Regions from separate parts of the Zea mays genome. Here region 2 is linked to region 1. The links are chromatin contacts, called in public Hi-C maps. All regions are on one chromosome and are shown on one strand. Each heading gives the region's core, a stretch centred on a gene start, on an enhancer-like site or on the middle of the called end of the contact. The rest is flanking DNA. Distances are from core to core; before and after follow the strand shown.

Region 1 (7,380 bases), core at 3,406-5,905:
GTACTGCCAAAAGTAGCAGGTAATGAACAGTTCTAAGTTAGACAGAGACATTAAACAATAGCGTTTAGAACTTTTTTCTTCCAAATTTTGTCTGCACACACACAAACTCCCTTCCAGTTGACACAGAAGGGGAGGATTGGGATCCTTCTGGGTTTCGTGTGATATGAAGCCCTAAAAAACTCAACTGTCGACCAAGTTGCGGCTGAAAGATCAAGAAACTTCCATGCCGGATGGTAATTTGAAAAAAAATCGTCTGCCCCCATCCCAAACATTCTAGCTTGCTTCAACTCGTGACCATTTCGGTTGATTCAAAGAGCTGGATACAGAGATCATCTTGTATCTGTACCACCTCTAAACACCGAGCCTTGAAAATGTTTCAGGTTTCTGCACCCGATTGTCTACAGTGAGTACCCCAAATCAGTTCGAAGAACCATGAAAGACAGGCTCCCAAATTTCACAGCTGAGGAGGCCGACGTAGTCAGAGGCACCATTGACTATGTTGGAGTCAACCAGTACACTGCGTATTATGTTCGTGATCGACAGCCAAATGCTACATCTCCGCTTAGCTACTCTTCTAACTGGCACGCTGAATTTGTCTGTAAGTGTGCCTAGCTCCATTGACATCTAAACTGCAGGTATTTATTTGATGGTTGTTTTGGAAGGAGTAAATGTGTGTGTTTCTTTAATCTGAAACTTTCTTAACGTCTATTGACACTGTAGATAAACGCAACGGTGTGCCGATTAGATCAAGGGTATTGATCATTTGTGTTTGAGTTAGATATACTAGGTAATAATCCTATAGTCGTAGTCGTTTCTGAACCAACTAAGCTGTCGTTGCAGGAAAACTCAGACTGGCTTTACATCATGCCTTGGGGACTATACAAAGCTGTCACCTACGTCAAGGAGAAGTACGGCAACCCCACAAGGCCACAATGTTTCATGTATGAGAACAGTAAGGCTCAAACTACAGCTGAAATGAACATCCGACCATCATACTCGCACCCCTGCAGCTAGCTATAGAAAACATAATGAATGACCAAAACCGTGAGTGGATGTGGAATGGACGACAGGTATGGTCGTATGGATGACCCAGGCAATGTCACTCGATGGTTCTGGACAGAGTAGGAGTGAGGAGCAGAGGCACCATTTGCTGCAAGCGCCCAATAGACAATCTGAAAGCTGTAGCTAGGTATTAAAAAATCTTAAATGATATTTTTCATTTAATCAATGCCTTTTTGTATATATGCGCATTTCATCTATCCAGAATTTGATATCGGAGTTAATGACTAGATTGCAGCATTTCATTTGTCGAGAGTTTACACGATTTGAAGGCATAAATCATACACTCACATGGAAGAATTTAGTGGTGGTACTTTCAAAATTCAAATAATTTTTTCAAATGTGTCACCGAGTTTTTATTTTTTATGGATATGTTGTTTCTCATGAAGGATATTGGGATCATGGGGTGTGCCATGCGCCTTTATTGGTTTGGTATTTGTTAAATTTCATATTTTTTATTTCTCATCAAAATATATATTGAATTGTTCATCAAAATTGGCATATTAAATTGTTTTAACTATTGTTGCTTTGCGTTGCGGTACACTGTTGCACTGCACAATTTTCTGCAGATGTGTATCTTGCTGAAACGGTCATGTTTATATTTGGGATGGGTCTCTATGGTCTCTTCGTCAGCAACGCTTCCGCGGATGTTTGTTCTGAATACGACTGTGCCCTGAGCGGATTGTTGTTGTTTGGAGTGTTCGCTTAGAAGGTAACCGTCAGAATTTGAAATCTCCATTTTTATATACCTTTTGAAGTACGGTATATATGAAGCAAGCCATATTATTCTGTTTGCTTACGACCATTATTAGTCACTAAAGAATTAAAGATCCACTGCCTATCTCATCCAAAAGAAATTAAGATACATTTCTTTTTAAAAAACCATGCTAGAATTTGCAGTTTCTAATCTTCACATATCCCACTAGGACGTATGGAAACTTCAGGCCGCTGTTACCTCAACGAGCAGTGTTCTCCGTTCTACAAAAAGGGAATTTTTGGTGACTTTCGCTTGTCCTGGAAAGGGATATCGGATGATTTATCTCAATCTTGGACCTTCTATTTTTGGTCAATCACACGAGCTAGGCTTAGATGTCGTGGCTTTAATTTCTGAAAGGCGCCCACATCATTTTCTGAACCTGCCAAGTTTTTGAAATGGCAAGCTGAGTAACAGAGTCATAGTAGCATTGAGCGGCACATTCTACACAGAAATCAGGTCCGGCTTGCTCTTGCTTGTTATTCATTTCTCAGCGTCGGGTTTGTAACTTGTGTTTCGTTTGTTTGGTCCATTTCTTTTGGTTGTATGTAGGGAAGAGACAACGACAACATCGACATTAGGAGGAAGCGGTTTCAGGTTTTCCAGGAGTCGACTCTACCTGTTGTTTAGTACTACGACAAAATAGGGAGGCTCTGAAGAATAATAATTTGCGGCTGCTCTGATTTTTTTGTATGAAACGTAGACTGTGCTAATTAAAGTTTGTAACTTTATTCTGTAGAGTAAATATGAACGGTAATGACTGACCTAATCTCACTTAAGTAAAAGTTTGCGGGTGCATGCTCGCTCAGGTTGATGGCGCCAAATCTGCTGATGTAGTCTTCGATGATGTGAAGGCCATATTTGCTCAGCTATTGACCACTCAGGTCTACTCACATTTATGTTCCTTTTTTCCCAATTGATCTTTTTTTTGTCTCGTGAAGCCTTGAAAAAACATCGATGTCATGTTTAATGTTCGTGCCAATAGATAAGTTTGTAGTTGTTTATAATATATATTGATTGTTTTCATGTAATTATTATACACTAACTTTGTATCGAATAATTTGTATGCCGTCGCAACGCACGGGCACATAACTAGTTCAACAATATTCTTGTCCGAGCTCCCTCCGTACTGTGCAGCTTCCTTGGCCTTTTTCATCCACACAGTGGCATTCATCCTGTACTCATCTTTTCTATCCCCATCCATGACATCCTTGATGCACCTCTCCACCTCGTCTCTCGTCACCAAGCCGTTCTCATCCTTGCGCACCTTGACACCCAAGGCCCACACGCTCTCCATGTATTTCGATATGGTCGGCTGGTCAGCCCAGTGTGGTACTGCCACCATTGGCACGCCATTAACAATCGCTTCCAGTGTCGAGTTCCATCCACAGTGCGTGTAGAAACAACCTGCATGTTTGAAATACGCAACTAATTAAATTTCACATTCCTTGCCAGTTTGTCTCATTTTTCCTCATATATATGTAAGAGTAAGAGAAAGAGAAAAACCATTATTTTCCATATATTACCTGTAGCTTTATGTGCTAGAACTTCGAGCTGTGGGCACCAAGAGACAACAAGGCCGCGCTCCTTGCACTTGTCGCGAAGCTCATCGGACAGCTTGTGTTCTTCATTCGACCTCACAACCCAAATGAATGGTTTGCCAGAACTGTACAGCCCGTTGCCAAGCTCTTCTAGCTGCGTTTCGTCGTAATCTGAAACAGTTCCATAGGATACCAGGACTACAGAACGCGGACGCTGCTTGTCAAGCCAAGGCAGACATGAGTCGCTGCTGCTGAAGAGGTTGAACCCGTAGGCCTTGTTCAACGGCAAGCGGTCATCGTCAAGGTACAATGATGGCAACGTTGGGCCTATTGTCTTCGCGCGCCATGTTAGGGACATATAATCTGCCTCCTGCTCAGTTAATTAGCAACGCAAAAATGTGTCAAAAAAGAAAATCAATCTTGTGATGGCGAAGTGGAATCAAAGGAAACAACAGAGCAATCATGGACTTGCTTGCTTCAGCGCCGAAAATTCACTTGAGCAAAACAGCAAACAGGTGCCGGCCGTGGTGACGCGTGGTACGGTAACCTCTCTCACCTTGGGTTCGATGTCGCGGAATGAGTTTACGAGCACGTCGTCGGCGTCCTCCAGCCCCTCGAACTGCCGCACCGTCGCCCGAAGGAACACGGGGCACCAGTCTGGCCTGGCCGCGAACGGCGGCACGTCGTCGCGCCCGAGGTCGACATCCAGCAGCCCGCGCGCGAACAGCTCCTTCCCGTCCACCACCGGCAGCGGCAGCGGCAGCCGCCCCGCCCACACCTCCCCGTAGATGACGTCGACGGAGCACGGTTGCGACAGGAACGCCGCCGCCGCCACCCCGGCCGCCTGCGCCACCCAGCGCGCCCACGGCAGGTGCGGGTCGTAAACCACCACGCGCACGGGCCGGCCCTCGGCGGCCTCCGTCTGGATCAGCTCCGCCAGCGTCTCCGAACCCACGGCCTCGAGCTGGCGATAGTACTCAGCGATGTCGGGGCACGCGGCCGCGCCGCCGCCGTCGAAGCCGTCGGAGATGGCTGCCACCCTGAAGGGTTCCCCTGGGGGCGGCGTGGTGGAGAGTACGTACCGGGAGGTGACAAGCGTGGGGCGGAAGCCGTGGTAGGCGAGGCGGCGGCCGAACTGGAGCAGCGGGTTTGTGTGGCCCTGCGCGCCAGGGTACGGCGGGAGCAGCACGTGTGCACCGCCGCCGCTGGCAGCAGAGGAGGAAGACGAGGTGGCGCTCGTGGTTGTGCACCCCATGGTTTGCTGTCTTAGGCTTTGGGTTGGCACTTCGCAGCGATGAGAGCCTGGGGCCCTGGAGTAAATAAATAAGGCGTTCCTAATCCTGTGCAGTGGAGGCACAACGGCGTGGCGCGCAAGTTTTCTCGTTCGTTGGAACTTGGAAAGTGGAAGTCTGAGTTGACCGTTGACTGGTGTCGTTAGCACGTTTTTTTTGGTTGATGGAGTTGTCTGTCCTGCCTTTTCTTCCTTTCTTTCCTGGCTCCAAGCCAACAAAAATACACAGGCCGTAAAGGATCCTCAAGCCAGCCGCTTTTCTTTCGTAACTAGAAAATAGTAATCCTTTTAGTCAGCTATTTGGCAATCAAACAGGTGCATATATATGGCAGGGGTTTGAACAAGTCTATTCTATGCCTTATGAAATCGTAGTTTTGAGGCAAAACTTGAAGCTAGATTGTACTGTTCATCACTCCATCGTCTCAGTACACACGAGACCAGAATCCAGGAATATGCAGTGCAGACTTGCGTGTTACTTTATTTAGTAGTTTAGGACTTCTGATGTTGGTTTCTAGGGGATTATGTAATAGGGTTGTTTCCTCTATTCTAAGAATTTTAATCTGCATGACCCAACAATCACCCTAGAAATTAGTGATTCGGCCTTCGGGGCAGTTGAGGTTCTCGATATTTGGCCTACTCGCCAATTAATTTATTTTTCTTGTGGTCCTTGCAGGGGTTTGTGCTAGAGAATGCTAAAGGTCTATCACTAAATGGGGACCTCAATATGCATCCAGTGATTGCAGGGTCTTTGCCCCTACACACCCAATCTTTGTGGTAAGATGGTGAAATGGATTTGCCCACTTTAAGATTGAGCATACTGAGGTGTATGTGTATATTTATGTTTGTGTTTACCTCCTAATTTTTATCCTATATATTTTTATTTTTTTGCATGATAACTGGGAATTGTATGTTGTGTCACGACCATCCAATAGTTTATGAACTATACTCATAAAGTCTTGGTGGTGTTCCTAATGCAAATGGGGACTCAATGACAACACGAGTAGCTGCTGATCATTTTAGCCAACAGATAAAAGTTCAGACATGTCTTTCAGTCACATTATTTATCTGGTATACATTATGCTTTATTAATGATCTTTCAAAACAATTCTGATTAAAGCATTTAACTTTGGCACAACTACATAATCAGCCAAAATATGAAGCTTAGTTTCTCGCGATAAAGACCTTGGTAGGATGTCAAGGAGCACCCTGTAGTCATCTATATGAAGGGTTATCCTGATGCTCCTAGGTGTGGGTTCATTGCATTAGCAGTGAAGGTCGTCGAGCAATATGGTAATTTGTCTATAAGTGCGGCTTGTTTCAAATGCAAGTTACTGTCTTCAAGCACACCTCTTCAAGCAGCAGTTGCCGGTGTTCAAAAGGTATCGTAGTTTAACACACAAGTTACTGTGGTTTGTCAAAAAAAGAACAGTAGCACATATTGTTGTTTACCACTTTAATTTGTTGAAAGGAAAAGGTTCCAAATAGAAGGCGAATGTTGAGTTGTAACTCATTTGTATTTTTTCGGTGCTTGGTGGGCAAGTAAAATACTCTTCTGAAAGTGTTGTGGAGTTCATGTTTCGAATCCTAATTTGGCAGATACGATACCTTTGCATGCAGGATCTGAGGCTTATTATTGCCGCTGATACACATTCTATGCTCGCTGAACTACAGAGATGTGGAGTTATTCGTTTCTATGTAATCGTTGTGCACTAATGTTTTGGTGAATATTTTACGTGCCGTTGCAGACTTTAGATTGGCATAAGGACTTCAGTTTGCCAAATATAGTTAGAACTGTGAGTAATAAAAAAATCTGAATAGAACAACTCTAAATAGATCTCCAATAGATAGAGATTATTTTTAAAAAGTTAGTAATTGTTTTTCGAAAGCAACTGGAATTCATAAATATATAATTGTGATATTGGAAATGGCGAGACAATATATACACAGCTTGTGAGGAAACACTTCCACTTCTCCAAGTTGAAAAAAGTCAATAGGTAATTTGATTAATTTCAGCACCATGTTTGCATCAAATTAGCACCAATGCACCATTTTATGATTATTTAGTGCAACAGTTATGTGAAACCTTCTTTTTATTTATCATAGTATGTGACCCTAAAGGAGTCTTTTATTCATGGGGTTAGCATATTCAGGACCTAATGAGCATACCATCACACAAATCAAGGATGTTGTCGGTAATGGTCTAATAGCTGTTAAGAACACAGTTGAGGATGAAGCAGTTGTCTTGGTATGATAAATCCAAGAAGTCAAACTATATTAGCCTAGACTCACAATTTTTACCAATCCATAGCAATTATTCATCTAGTACTTAAATGAGAGAGAGGGAGTTCAACTATATTAGCCTAGACTCACATTTTTACTAATCCATAGCAGTTATTCATTTTGTATTGAAATGAGAGAGAGTGAGTTCTAAAGTGTACCTCTGTCCTGTAGGGACTATCTGTCTGGAGGTGAAAGCTTCAGCTAGGCCTTACAGTCTTGTGAACTGCAAAAATGATAAAATTTGAACAATGATATGTATTTATAGCACAGGTGATTACCAAAATAGTCGCTGCACACACACATAAACGATGCTCAGTATAGCAGACAAACTCGACACAAGAAGGAAAAAGTAAGACATGAGCAAAAGTGAAAAGACGTAGCCTCAAAACTAACAAGTTCAATTATACAGCTAATTATTTTGCAATTGCTCTATATCTAGTTATTAATATTTCTTA
Region 2 (7,380 bases), core at 1,579-4,078, 270 kb after region 1:
CGTAATCCTTGTCCCCCTTCTTTGGTACCTGCGCTCCATACTCAATAATATCCCATATGCTTTTGTGGAGTGAGGTTAGGTGATGCCTCATTTTATCACTCCACATAGAATAATCTTCACCATCAAACATAGGTGGTTTGCCTAATAGGACGGAAAGTAATGGAGTGCGTTTTGAAATACGTGGGTAGCGAAGGGGCATCTTACTATACTTCTTGCGCTCATGGCGCTTAGAAGTGACGGATGTCGATTCCGAGCCGGAGGTGGAGGGTGACGAAGAGTCGGTCTCGTAGTAGACCACTTTCTTCATCTTCTTCTTCTTGTAACCCTTCCGTTGAGACTTGATGGAGGAAGAGGATTCCTCCTTGTGCTTGTGAGCGGACTCCCTTGAGTGCGTTCTCCCCGAGCTTGCGGACTTGTCGCCGGTCCCGATCTCCCTCTTGGCGGATGCTCCCGACATCACTTCAAGCGGTTAGGCTCTAATGAAGTACCGGGCTCTAATACCAATTGAAAGTCGCCCAGAGGAGGGTGAATAGGCAAATCTGAAATTTATAGAGTTTCGGGGTTAGCGTTAGAAATATAATCGAGTCCAAAAGAGAGGGCGAAAACAAATCACAAGCAAATGAGGCGGATGACACGGTGATTTGTTTTACCGAGGTTCGGTTCTTGCAAACCTAATCCCCGTTGAGGTGGTCACAAAGACCGGGTCTCTTTCAACCCTTTCCCGCTCTCAAACGGTCACCTAGACCGAGTGAGCTTCTCTTCTCAATCAATCGGACACTAAGTCCCCACAAGGACCACCACACGATTGGTGTCTCTTGCCTTGATTACAATTGAGTTGGAAACAAGAAAGAAGGAAGAAGAAAAGCAATCCAAGCGCAAGAACTCAAATGAACACAATTGTCTCTCTCACTAGTCACTATTTGATTGGAATGATCTTTGTACTTGGGAGAGGATTTGATCTCTTTGTTTGTGTCTTGGAATGAAGTCTAGAGCTCTTGTATGAGGTTTGATGGCTGAAAACTTGGATGCATTGAAGTGTGGTAGTTGGGGGGTATTTATAGCCCCAACCACCAAAAGGACCGTTGGTGAGGGCTGCTGTCGTATGGCGCACCGGACAGTCCGGTGCGCCACCCATGTCACCAGGTCGTTGGGTTCTGACCGTTGGAGCTTCTGACAACTGGGTCACCGGACAGTCCGGTGGTGCACCGGACAGGTCCTGTTCACTGTCCGGTGCGCCTTCTGACGCCTGCTCTGACTCTGCGCGCGCAGTCGGCACTGTTCCTGTTCACTATAGCCATTGCAGACGACCGTTGGCGCTTGGAGCCGTTGCTCCGCTTGGTGCACCGGACAGTCCGGTGAATTATAGCGGAGCGGCCTCCCGAATTCCCGAAGGTGGCAAGTTCAGAGTTGGGTTCCCTGGTGCACCGGACAGTCCGGTGCGCCAGACCAGAGCTTCCTTTGGATTATCTTTTGCTCTATTTATTTGAACCCTTTCTTGGTCTTTTTATTGGTTTGTTGTGAACCTTTGGCACCTGTAAGACTTACAATCTAGAGCAAACTAGTTAGTCCAATTATTTGTGTTGGGCAATTCAACCACCAAAATCAATTAGGAAAAGGTGTAAGCCTATTTCCCTTTCAAATACATCTCCAAATAAAATAACCAAACCTCTACTAAAAGGGAGAGAAAAAGGAAACTATAGAGAGAAGAAGAGAGGTAACACCTAAATTTGGTAGATACTAGAGAAGAAATTTTATACACCTAAATTTATGGTGTTAAAGTGGCCAAGTGGGTCTTAGATGGCTTCGATACATTTCATATGTATCATTACATTTAGTTCTTAATAAATTAGTGATTGATATCTAACCATGTTTTCATAACTATGTAGGGAGTCCCAATACGAATACACTACATAAGACCATGATCACGGCGCACCTGCCAGTGTAGGACACATAGGGATCAGACTCCAAGGCCTACAACAAGCATATCAGACCCCGATTCTAGCAATAAAAGACAAGGTTCGTCTTCACCCCTACTTTCCTATGCCAATTATCCGGTTGGTGAGGTGACACAGTAACCAATGAGGTGGGTGTACGAATGGGAGGACATTAAGTACTACCAAATGTTGGTGGAGTCATGGATTACGACTTCTTCGTGGACCGATCAGACTTGGACAGGGTACAATGCACAATTGATACATGAGCAAGGTATTATGTTGCTATCAACGGAGGAGTATAATATGGCACAAGCACAATATCAGTGGAATGCACCATGTGTGAATGATCTTTGACGGAGCAACAACTGTGAACTATGAATGGTGTATTTTTATCTTCGTCATTGTTTGTGAACTATGAAACTGCTAAATATTATTATTAAAATTGTGATATTGTTTAGGGTCATCTTTTGTTTAAATTATGGAGCCTTAATATGCTTTATTTACAAAATACATATAGCTCGGTCTTTATTTCTATGCTGTCGATTTATCAGGCCAAAAACCGATTAATCAGTCTTATCGATTTATGGGTTTTGAATTAAAATTTTTTGACCAATTCCTACCTATTTTCACCGGTATCGATGGGCACATGTTTTCACAATTTCACCCCTCAGATCTTGTTCGGTTATTTTCAATCTATATAGATTGGAAGTAATTGATTCAAATTGAAAGAAATTTTAACTTACTAAGATTAAAATTCACTAAATCTTTCTCAATCCATATAAATTAGGATAGAACCGAACAAACCCTCAACCGGTTTAGTGAACCCCGCCGGAGAGACAACCCAACCCCCCTGCTCGACCCGCTGAACTGCCGAAGCATCGCCTACTCTTCCTACTCAGCTCCGCTGGTCCGGTCGTCGCGTAGCGCCCTCACCCCCAGCCACCCCCACCACGAAGGCCGCGCGCTCCCCGCCTTCCGACGTCGCTCTCTCCGCCCAGCTCAAGCGCCCAGCGGTGAGGGAAGGGAAGGAAAAACAGACCTTTTTTTTTCTTCTCGGCGGCCTCGTGACTATGGATCCGCCGAGCTCCGGTCTCCCGCCGGTGCCGAGGTTTCCTGGCTCGATCCGTGACCGGCCCACGTGGAGACGGTGCTGGTGCTAGTACCGGTGCCTCCACCGTGTTTCTTGGCGACCTTACTACCTCCTCTCCTCCTCTGGAAGATTGCTGCTGCAGCCTGCAGGAAAGATGGCCGAACGCCGAAGGTGGGCAGCGTTAGTTACTCCTCCATGCTTTTTTCCTTCAGTTCAACAAATATGTTTGGATTTTTTTTTACCGGACTGTGGAATGCTTCGAGCTCGGGGGTTTATCGGATTTGGGCTGTTCTAAATCTCCTACCTACTCTGGCCCATATTTTTACCTTCTGGAGTACGTGTATAACAAGATCCATGGTGGACTGATGGATTCGGTTTTGACCGATACATGTATTTCGATGCTATTTTTTGGAAGGATTAAATCTTCAACACGTGCCCAAGCCCAACCGCCCAAAGGCATCGATTTGCTTTTCGCCAGATCTTGATTTGTGTGCCGCGGTTTGATTGATTGCAAAGCTGTGATGTTAACTGCGTTCAATTTGTACTTATACTACATCTGATGAATGCAGGAGCGTCGGCGCGTGCAGTGTGGAATCGACGCCGAGCGCCTCCAGTCGGTGCAGGAATGCGCAAATGCACGTCTGAATGAAGCCTGGTTGGTGGTAGAGCCGATGGTGGTGGGAACGGCGCCGTGCGGGGTCTCCGTCTCCTCCGTGTGGATCCTCCTGCTCCTTTCCTCCCTGCTCCTCTCGCCGTCGGCGGCGTCCGTCGATTTCGGCCACTGCGGCTGCGACGACGCCGACGACGGCGCCCTCTCGAGCACCTACAACATCCTGCAATGCCAGAAGGTCAGCGACTTCCTCATCGCCGCGGCCTACTTCTCCATCCCGCTCGAGCTGCTCTACTTCGCCACCTGCTCCGACCTTTTCCCCCTCAAATGGATCGTGCTGCAGTTCGGCGCCTTCATCGTGCTCTGCGGCCTCACGCACCTCATCACCGTGTTCACCTACGACCCGCACTCCTTCCACCTCGTGCTCGCCCTCACCGTCGCCAAGTTCATGACGGCACTAGTCTCCTTCGCCACAGCCATCACGCTGCTGACACTGATACCGCAGCTCCTGAGGGTGAAGGTCAGGGAAAACTTCCTGGTGAACAAGGCACGTGAGCTGGACCGGGAGGTGGGGATGATGAAAATGAAAGAAGAGGCGAGCTGGCATGTGCGTATGCTCACACAGGAGATCCGCAAGTCGCTCGACAGGCACACCATCTTGTACACCACCATGGTTGAGCTCTCGAAAGCGCTGGAACTGCAGAATTGTGCTGTCTGGATGCCCGATGAAACCAGGAGCGAGATGATCTTAACTCATCAGCCAAGGGAAAGGGATATAATGGACCAGCAGAACTGCTCGATTCCTATTGATGATCCAGATGTTCAAGAAATAAAGGCTACCAAGGACGCAAAAGTTCTTGGGCCAGATTCGGCACTAGGGGTTGCTACCCGCAAGCTTGACGTGGGGCCTGTGGCTGCAATAAGGATGCCGATGTTAAGGGTGTCAAATTTCAAAGGAGGGACTCCAGAAGTGATGCAGACGAGCTATGCTATCTTGGTTCTGGTTTTGCCTAATGATGGTTCATTGGGGTGGGGTAGAAGAGAGTTGGAGATTGTTGAAGTAGTTGCTGACCAAGTTGCGGTCGCTTTGTCACATGCTGCACTCCTAGAGGAGTCTCAGCTGATGCGAGAGAAACTTGCTGAGCAGTATAGGGACTTGCTGCAGGCAAAGCATGAAGCCATGAGGGCAGGGGAAGCTCGGAATTCCTTCCAGACTGCAATGTACGACGGAATGCGAAGGCCAATGCACTCAATCCTTGGTCTTGTCTCAATGATGCAACAGGAGAGCATGAATCCAGAGCAAAGGGTTGTGATGGATGCCATTGCCAAGACAAGCAGTGTTGCGTCCACACTGATGAATGATGTGATGCAAACATCGACAATGAACTGTGAGCACTTGTCTTTGGTGAGGAGGCCGTTCAATCTTCATTCTTTTATTAAAGAAGCTGTTGGAGTGGTCAGATGTCTAACTGGTTGCAAGGGTGTAGAGTTTGAGTTTCAAGTGGATAATTCTTTGCCAGAAAGGATCATTGGTGATGAGAAGAGAGTCTTCCACATTGTCCTGCACATGGTAGGCACCCTAATAAACCGATGTAATGTCGGCTGTATCTCGTTATATGTCAATGGTCATAATGAGGTTGAAGAGAGGCATAATCATGACTGGATGCTGCGGAGAACAAACTTCTCTGGGGGCTATGTTTGTGTGAAATTTGAGATTAGGATTAGAAAATCCAAGGACTATCTTTTGAGTTCAAACGGTCAGATAAGTCATGGGTCCAAACCAAACAATTCTGAGATGGGGCTTAGCTTCAATATGTGCAAGAAGATTGTGCAGGTAAATCGAAATAATAAAACATCTCAAGCATTTACATCCAATAGGAAGAAAACTATATTGTCATCTCGTTTATGTCACTCGCTCCTGGTGCTTCTCAGGCTCTGTATATATATTGCTGATAATGCTTGGTTAGGTTTGACTTCTATGCAAGGTTAATATTGTTAAAGCGACAACAATTTATTAGATTGTGGTGGTTCTGTTACCCTACTTGACTCAGTTTATCTTCGATTACTTGGACCTTCCAGACTTTGACAGATGCTAGAAAAATATTAGCGGTTCTTTGATCTCGAGTGACACAAATTTTTTTAGAACCTGTTGACTGTTCTCCATCTCTCGTATTTTTTGTACAGCTGGGGACTAGCATCTTAGGCCTTAGGCTTGGTCGTCACATAGCTAGTTGGCCACACACCAATTTGAACAAGACAGAATATGTTTGGCGGCCATAGTGTGGCCTTTTATGCAAGCCCTTGGAATATTTATTATCTCATAAAAAACTGGGTAAACCGTGAGAACATATTGGCCCTTTTGTTGAACTGATGCTTTAGTAATTAGTCATAATTATTTTATGGTATTTTTTTCTGGAAGCTTGCATGGTTTCGCGTAAATATATTTCGTCTAGTTATGCTAGTAGTAGCCCAAACCTCAGCGACTCTATTTGATTGTTATGATTCGGTCAGCAATTTGTTCATTAGCTGTGGGAATGGTCAATGCGCACTTGATTTGATGTACAGTCATTAGTACGCTGATGTGAGCCCTTATTTCTGCTGCAGATGATGAACGGCAACATTTGGTCAGTATCAGATTCTAAAAGCGTTGGAGAAACCATCATGCTGGTCCTCCAGTTCCAGCTGCAGCCTCTGACTGCGGTCTCCTCCGCGGCGTCTTCAGACTTGAGCCGATCGTCCGCAATCCCCAACTTCAACGGGCTCAGAGTCCTCCTGGCGGACAGCGACGACACCAACAGAGCAGTAACACACAGGCTCCTGGAGAAGCTCGGCTGCCGGGTCCTTTCGGTCGCCTCCGGTGTCCAATGCACGAGCTCCTTCGCCGCCGAGCCGTCCTTCCAGCTGGTGGTCCTGGACCTCGCCTTGCAGAGGACGGACGGGCTCGAAGTGGCCCGCGCGATCAGGAAGTTCAGTAGCAATAGCTGGCTGCCGCTGATCGTCGCCCTAGCTGCGAGGATCGATGACAAGGTCCGAGACGGATGCCAGAGGTCGGGGATAAGCGGCCTGATCCAGAAACCGGCCACGTTAGCTGCGCTGGGAGATGAGCTGTATAGGGTCCTTCAGAACAGTTGAAAGTGCCGCCTGATGGTTCTCATTGCTTTCAGAATTCTCAATAGACCGCTGTAGCTTGGTTAGATCCATACATTCACAAAACATTTGGGGGCAGGCGAAGGGAAATGTATAGGAAAAGCTGGAAGACCGCTGCTTCTCGCTTGGTTCCTCAGTAGTGAAGGACGACGGTGACAGGAAGGTACAGAATTTTGGAGAGATCATACTGGTAGAGCTTAGACTCATTCATTTGTAAAACCCTCGGATAATCCAAGGTTTAGATTCTTGCACTAGCACTAACCACGGTATAAATAGTTTGGACGAAATCCATGGATGGGTTCAGTGAATGCTGGCATAGTAGATGCCTAAAGGGGGCAAGGAACTTTTGTTATCGGTTAGACATGCTGAAAAGCAGGCCGGATGAGATTGCGGACAGGAAGGCAGCTGATACGGCCGATGCTGACCTTGTATCTTGTTGAAGATTAAATACTATGGTAGTAGTACTTGCAGTCTTGATCTGGTGGGTAGTGCTGGTGCTCCTGCTGCATTTCTTACTTGCTTGGCCTGCTTCTGGCCAGCAAACTCCTGCTTGCCATCTTCTTAGCACTGATTCCTATGGTTTTTTTAATAGGGTATCC

The links. A called contact is a pair of places that touch in the nucleus more often than the background predicts.
Region 2: a contact with region 1 is called in a Hi-C map of ear, with 4 times the contacts expected there. The contact joins the promoter of LOC100193682 here to the promoter of LOC103646792 in region 1. A contact is called at or near these places in 4 of 25 Hi-C or Micro-C datasets (ear, endosperm and leaf).

Annotation. Positions count from the first base shown.
Region 1 is chr2:106,796,488-106,803,867 of Zm-B73-REFERENCE-NAM-5.0, forward strand. LOC103646792 (UDP-glycosyltransferase 79) reads right to left here and starts at 4,656. Exons shown (of 3, transcript XM_008671452.3): 1 at 3,911-4,656; 2 at 3,340-3,724; 3 at 2,468-3,220. The coding sequence starts at 4,609. The coding sequence ends at 2,700.
Region 2 is chr2:107,072,072-107,079,451 of Zm-B73-REFERENCE-NAM-5.0, forward strand. It overlaps LOC100193682, which reads left to right and starts at 2,829. Exons shown (of 3, transcript NM_001358862.1): 1 at 2,829-3,195; 2 at 3,594-5,468; 3 at 6,239-7,139. The coding sequence starts at 3,696. The coding sequence ends at 6,766.